Linked DNA regions of Hordeum vulgare: region 2 is linked to region 1. A link is a contact called in public Hi-C data. All regions are on one chromosome and are shown on one strand. Each heading gives the region's core, a stretch centred on a gene start, on an enhancer-like site or on the middle of the called end of the contact. The rest is flanking DNA. Distances are from core to core; before and after follow the strand shown.

Evidence for each region. A called contact is a pair of places that touch in the nucleus more often than the background predicts.
Region 2: a contact with region 1 is called in a Hi-C map of seedling, with 3 times the contacts expected there. The contact joins two enhancer-like sites. A contact is called at or near these places in 4 of 6 Hi-C or Micro-C datasets (leaf and seedling).

Annotation. Positions count from the first base shown.
Region 1 is chr6H:527,011,024-527,014,706 of MorexV3_pseudomolecules_assembly, forward strand. It overlaps LOC123401013, which reads right to left. Exons shown (of 20, transcript XM_045094730.1): 16 at 3,534-3,668; 17 at 3,333-3,440; 18 at 2,986-3,051; 19 at 2,619-2,738; 20 at 1,744-2,265. The coding sequence ends at 2,670. Among protein-coding and RNA genes, the nearest start is that of LOC123401013, 10 kb to the right of the region's middle. Within about 2 kb of position 1,623, at least 2 of the 3 cell types and tissues checked have open chromatin away from gene starts, as enhancers often do. A contact at or near this core is called in leaf and seedling, where this site is marked.
Region 2 is chr6H:527,044,673-527,048,355 of MorexV3_pseudomolecules_assembly, forward strand. No RefSeq gene overlaps it. Among protein-coding and RNA genes, the nearest start is that of LOC123401013, 23 kb to the left of the region's middle. Within about 2 kb of position 1,584, at least 3 of the 3 cell types and tissues checked have open chromatin away from gene starts, as enhancers often do. A contact at or near this core is called in leaf and seedling, where this site is marked.

The DNA.
Region 1 (3,683 bases), core at 373-2,872:
AAAACTATCAAGCGACACACGTATTTTTGATTTTTTAGATTTTTGTTTTTTATGTTTCATTTGTCTTCCTTAGCTTTGCGACGAAAAGAAAATTCAAAAAAGAAAACTGCGCAAAAGATGTGTTTTTTTCGTAAGAGGCACGACTATGTCTCTCGAAAACGAAAAAAATATGTTTAAAAAAACATGTTTTTGATTTTTTTCATGAGAGGCACGACCGCGTCTCTCGGAAACAAAAAGAAACACATATTTTTTGTTTCTTTTTTTAAACGGAGCTGCTAGACGTCCACCGGTGGATCCGTATTAAAATCCGTCACCTGAACGGCCGTTCGATGTACGTGCTTGTAGCCGGTTGATCTACATGCTGGCACGCGGATCGGTCGCATGCCCTGACCAAATTAATTCTTGAAGCAACGACCCAGTTGCATAAACATCTGCCACCAAGATAACCGTCAGATCTTGGCGCGCCGTCCGATCTAACTCAAACAACAAACCACGTGTCGTAATTTTGCAACATGTCATAATTTTTGGAATACGAGTTAGAAGATGTCATAAATTTTGCAGCATGGGACAAAAGATGACGTAATTTCTCCAACATGTCCTAATTTTTGCAACATAATTTTCTGTAATATTGTCGTTGTTTCTGCAACGCGGTCGTTGGTTCAGGAATCGTTTCTGCAACGCGGCCATTGTTTCAGGAATTGTTTCTGTAACCGATTTATTGTTTCGGAAATTAATGTGTCAAGAAAAAACCTAAATCCAGCTGCTCGTCATCCGTGCCAGACGAGCCACAGGATCAAACGACCACGAAGCCGACAGACCGACGTGACACGCATGATCGGCCAACAGAAGGTAATCTTTTTTTTTTAAGGCACGATTTTGTTTTCATGAGAGACACGATGTTGGCTACACGAGAGACACGATCGTGCCTCTTTTCTGGGTTTTTTCTATCGTGGAAGGCACAGTTTTCTCATCCGGTTTTCTTCCTAAAAAATTGATTAAAACTTATCAACATTAGATCTAGTTTTGAAGATCTCAGCGTGAGGAACCCAACAATGAAAACAGTTTAAGATTTAAACACATGGATTAAAAGATAAAACGTATTGAAAATACGGATCTACGGAAAAAGAGATAACCCTTAGGTTGCGACAAGTGACACACATGCAGTGAATGTGTCACTTATCACAACCTGAAAAGATGGAAGTGATCTTAAAAAGATGGGATGTTGCGACAATTAATGATTTTGCCGAGCTGGTGCTCCTCTGGACTTGGATGCTTGCTCCCACCTTTTGTTGTGTGCGGCGAGCTATCTTTCTTGGTCTTTCAGTTTCGTGGTTCATAGGGTCTCCTTTCTCAGGCAGGTTGGTTGTTGTTTTCTCCTTTTTGCCTATGATCATCTCTTGCCGTGGTCTCGTGCCTTGTGACCTGTCACCTGTGCCACCTTTGCACATTTCTAGGTCCGATGTCTTTGGCTTTTTGTCTTTCTATTTCTTGGGCAGCTAATCGGGTGCAGCACAAGCTGATTGAGGGCAGGATTTAGGATTCAAATCAGTCTCTCGATGGAGCCAACGAACTATAGTACGTTTAGGCTAGGCAGTGTACCTGACTCGACACACTTCTTAGGCCTTCTGGCTTTGAAAGGGGCATTAGAACAGACAAGGCCAAACACGATGACATCTTACAGGAGTTGAGACTGATATCCAATTCCGTACAAGTAGGTATCTCTACAAAACTGATAGCAAACTCTAAATCCAAGTGCGCTGTCTTACAACAGTCACGACTGTCCTTTGATATGACTTCAAACTGTACAACACATAATATCACGCGTCAAAATTGAGATACAAATAGTCCTTCGACATTGCATCAGTTGTAACTCTAGTTTGTGCTTAAATTACGGGTATATGTTTCCAGTTTCCTCCCCATATACAAACTAGCTGCAAAACTAACATTGATATCCCATGCCCAGCAATTTTGCAGTGAACACGGACCATTTGGAGTGCACTGCATTGTAGGAACAACAAGCCAGGAAGGTTCCTTGTGGCAACGACTACTGCCTACAAAGTCTTCTGATGTAGCACAGCAAGCAGACCTAATTTACAACAGCCCAACAGGCATTTTCTGGTATAACATTACCTGGATCTCAACCATCTACAGCTTTGCCAACAGTATATGGGTTGTCCCTTGCAGCTTCTAGTCCACTATGAGCTGCCAATGTTATAAAAGGCAGCTTCTCCGACGGTATGTACAGTTGAGCTCAATGTTGAAAGGCTGCGATGCAAACGGATTCATCAGATGTTATTTGAAGGTACTATTTTTAAAAGCGGATATACGGCATATGATAAAGCTGGTAAAAGATGGTTGGGCTAGAAAAGCGATAAAGCTGATGGGCGAATTTTCTGTCACCTGATTGACAACATAACACAGGATTTGTGTTTTTAGGGTGCAAAAAAGGTCTACAACCAAAGCGACAGACCAAATAAAGTTATGCTCCTGTGCCCAAGGGCTAAGGCAAATGCTAACAGGTTTGAAGTTATAAATGCTTGTAACTATTGTTTTACAAGAGGGTGAAGAAGTGATGCGCAACATTTATACAATACGAAGAACAAGATTTAATTTTGTACCTTGGAAAAATCATGTCGCTGATGACACAGTCAAATCGTCAGGGGAGAGACTCAGTCCTTCTGATAAAAGGAGAGAACTAGGTCTGTATGTACCGAGAACAATTGTGTGTCCAGAAACAGCTGTCAAACAAAATCAAATGAACTGCATATATTAGTCTGTGCCACAGTATATGTCTCATTGAACACGCATATGCCTATCATATGTAAAGTGGCAAAAACATTTCTTGCGAAGGATATAAAAACTCAGCCAAAAAGAGAAGACCTCTAAGTATTGTTCAACCTGAGAATCAGGACCTTGAAGCGTTGTCCAAATATGGCACTCAAACTACATCAGAGGAATGAAAATGAGAAGGTTGCAAATTAATACCTTCATAAAAGGCCTATCTCGGGCCGGGAAAGAACCAATGAAACTCTCTCTTAAAATTAAGGAAACCTGTGTAAAGGCAGCAAAAGACAGTCACTAATTAGGGGTGTTTCTATGTTAAAAAATAGACTCAAGTCAACAACAAATATTCTACACATGATTACAGTTGGCAACTGGTATTTCTTTTTATGATTAAAAAAAGACTCAAAATTAGCAACAAGTATCCTGCACTTGTATATATCTGCTGATAAAATCCTGTTTAGTAACACACTGGGGGCACAAGACAATTTGTTCAACAACAAAAAAGGCACACAAGAATACACAGACCACACATTTTAACAACAGCATACCTTGTCATTGTTGGATTGCACATTGGTAATCGTGTGAGATCTTAAGTTGGAGCACAGAGAATCAAGGTGGGATCTAAGCACTGCTAAGAAACCTTTGGCTGCTTCCACCTGTATGCTCAGAAGTTTAGAATGATGTCAGAAGTGAAAATCCACATGATACATAAAATGCTTATACTTCAGCACAAAAAAACTATAACAAACCTGGGCATCTGTGCATTCATAGACAGGGCGCTTCCTAGCGAGATAACTTTCACCCACAAGTCTTGAATGATACGGCCGCAACGCAGAAAGCAATTCTTTCTGTTGTGGAAGTTGCGGGACTGAAGCAGACTTAATCTACATCCAGCATAA
Region 2 (3,683 bases), core at 334-2,833, 34 kb after region 1:
GAAGTTCCTCGTGACGTCCATGATCTCATTCGGGACTCCGAACAACTTTCGGTTACCATCACAATAACTCATTAATACTAAATCGTCACCGAACCTTAAGTTTGCAGACCCTTCGGGTTCGAGAACTATGTAGACATGACCGAGACACTCTCCGATCAATAACCAATAGCGGGACCTGGATGTCCATATTGGCTCCTACATATTCTACGAAGATATTTATCGGTCGAACCAGGATGTCAAGGATTCAATCAATCTTGTATATTGTTCCCTTTGTCCATCGGTATGTTACTTTCCCGAGATTCCATCGTCGGTATCTCTATACCTAGTTAAATCTCGTTACCGGCAAGTCTCTTTACTCATTCCATAATACAAGATCTCGTGGCTAACTCTTTAGTCACATTGCTTGAAAGCTTGTTGTGATGTTGTATTATCAAGTGGGTCCTGAGATACCACTCCGTCACACGGAGTAACAAATCCTAGTTTCGATCCATGCCAACTCAACGTACACCTTCAGAGATACATGTAGAGCATATTTATAGTCACCTAGTTACATTGCGATGTTTGACACACACAAGGTACTACCTCCGGTGTCATTGAGTTCATGATCTCATGGTCATAGGAATAGATACTTGACATGCACAAAATAATAGCAATAAACTGACACGATCATATGCTACGTTCATAGCGTGGGTCTTGTCAATCACATCATTATCCTAATGATGTGATCCCATTATCAAATGACAACTTATGTCTATGGCGAGGAAACCTTGACCATCTTTGACCAAGGAGCTAGTCCTTTAGAGACTCACTAGAGACAGTTTGTTGTCTATTTATCCACACATATATATGAGTTTCCAATTCTAGCATGAATAATAAACGATTATCATGAAAAGCAAATATAATAATAACAACTTTATTATTGCCTCACTCCTCGACAACGGTCCACACGCACGCAAAGCCTCCTAGTTTATCTTCGGTTTGTAGGAAAAATAATATTTATACCATATTTGATGGCAAAATACATCCGGACTAAATGATTTGAGCGTCCGTCTTGGAGATACATGATAAGTTGACATAGTTGCATGTCAAGTTAATTGAGTGAGGGAAAATCAATTATTTAATGTATTGGATTACATTCCTCGACTTTAGCATGGATGCATTTATGTAACATGAAAGATGTCCCTGGATGTTTTATCTATCTGATTAACCAAATTATTTTTTAACAGAGCTAGTTAATTATTTCTGCGACGAAAGGAAAAGAAAAAAGTATGTGGCTCGCGGGTGCCCGGTGACGCCTGATGTCGGACAGCATAATCTATCAAGGATATAGTTCGGCCTCTCGTCTTTACGATTGTTATCCAAACGAGAGAGCAAAAATATTCGGACCTTTTCGCATGAAAACGACTTTTTTTTGTTTATTCACGAATGGTCAGCATCATGATCGATTATTGAGGGCGAAGCCTGGCTGCCATTATTATCACAAGCACAGTGGCCGGTTTGTAGCCTATCTTGGTTTAGCCTGCGTGCATCCCCAATCAGGAGCTGCCTCATCAAGCTTTGCTTGGTTGATTAATCGACAGGAGTGCCGCGCCATCCTAGCTGAACGTGATGATATCATTAGCCCATGCCTGCTGGATCCAAGACCATGACCTGCACTGCTGGGAGTATTCTTGCATATGTGGTCCTTGTTCCTGTAGCTGGTGTGGATCCACAAACTGGATGATAATTGGTTTTGGTATCTGATTTTCCGTATCATTATGATAAGAGATTGCGCCAACTTGAAACTCAAAAGGCATGACCAATTCGTGTGCTGTTTGTTGGACGATGTAGGATCCGCACAGCACATATGCATGACGGCGTGGCCGTCTGCGTTCTGGTTCTACTACTATACCAACTCCCTCCGACTTGAACAATAATTCTACAAAACATCCTGCTAATTAACTCGCAGGTTAGATGCTGGTGCTGCACTGAACCGTGACGTCCGACACCGATGCCTTGCCGTCCTGCTGGTTTATATTATCAGTGACGACGTAGTGGTACGTAGCTGGTGTATTCGTTAACCATTAGTCGCTGCTTCAGTAATGGTATCGTGTTTCTCTTGAAAGGTCGAATACTTCCATTTCCATAAGACCTACTCGTCCTTGTGTCTTTGTTATCTTGTGGATCATTCAAGCGGTCAAGCCCCGTTGAACGGACATCCAGCTGACGACAAGACCCAAAAGATGAAGCCTTGTTTTTTCTTAAACGAAGGCAAAAAGCTTGGCCTCATCCATTAAATAGGAAAGAATGGAGTATTTTTTTACAAACAACACAATTATAGGGCATGTGAACTACTCTGGCAATATTATGGATCTTAATCTTTTTGCACCGACGATGATCCATAGGCTAGCTTCAGTCACGATGGAGGCAAGTAAAACAGAGGGTGGTGCGCTCTTCTGCTTAAAGACTCTCTTGCATTACGCTCGTTTCAGATAGTCCATGAGACGAGTATGGTGAGGAATGTTGTGGCTTGCGTGAATGGCGTGATGTCGTTGCAAGTACTTGCCCATCAAGCCTCGACCGAGTCAAACAAGGGCCAAGCATTCGTGTCAAGCCCGAGAATGTTGTATTTGCCAATGAACAAAAACCATAGCCTTCCAGTGTAGCGGCACTCGCAGAAGAGGCGAGTCCCACATTCTCGCACCCTCTTGCAGAGGTGGCAAAGACCACAATTAGGCCACCCTCGCTTCGTCAATATGTCGGTTGTCCAAATTCTATTTTGTAGAGCCAACCAAGCAAAGAACTTAACTTTTGGAGGAGCCCCAGCCTTCCAAACCACTCTATCCGTGGGTAAGAGAACCTTCCCTAGAAATTGTGCCTTGTATGCGGATGCCACCGAGTAATGCCCGCTAGTCGTGTGCTTCCAAATGATGTCATCCTTGGTTTGTTCATCAAGCTTGACCTCGTGCAAGAGCATCCAAAGAAAGAAAAACCGTGAGACGTGCTCACCGGAGATGCTGGCGGGTGGTTTGATCTTGAGTATCCACGCGTTGTGCTTGAGGGCCTCCCGAACCTTCCAATTCTTTCTTGTGTAAGCCTCGTAGATGAGTGGGCCGATGTCCTTTGGTTTGCGCCCAAGGAGTCAAGGAGAGTTCCAAAAGGGGGTCCTCGCGCCGTTGCCGATGGTGATAGTGGTGGAAGCATAGAAGAAGTTGACTTCCTCCTCGTCACAGGGGTTTCCCATCCCTCCCACATCTTGTTGGGCTCCTTCCATTCAAACCACGACCAGCGCAACCGGACAGAACACGTAAACTTTTTGGTGTTGATAACCCCAAGGCCCCCATACTCACGTGTCCGACAAACAATCTCCCAATTCACCTTGCATTTTGCCTCCGTTGTCTTGTCTGGACTGGACCTTAAGAAGTGTATCTTGAGTTTGTTTACATGCGGAAGGATGGTTGGCGGGATGACCAAAGGTGTGGCGGGGTAGACTAGGACTTGACAAGAGTCGTCCGTCCGATGGTTGTGATGTTTTGACCTCATACGTAGTTAGCTTGCTTGCAACCTTGTCGACCATAAATTGACAATACACAAGCTTTAGCTTCCAAACGGATAGGGGGAGCCCCAAGTAGCGCAAGGGGAAGGACATTCTTGTCGCCGGCATACTCTGCATTAAGCAATCCAAAAATATGGTTGCATCGGAT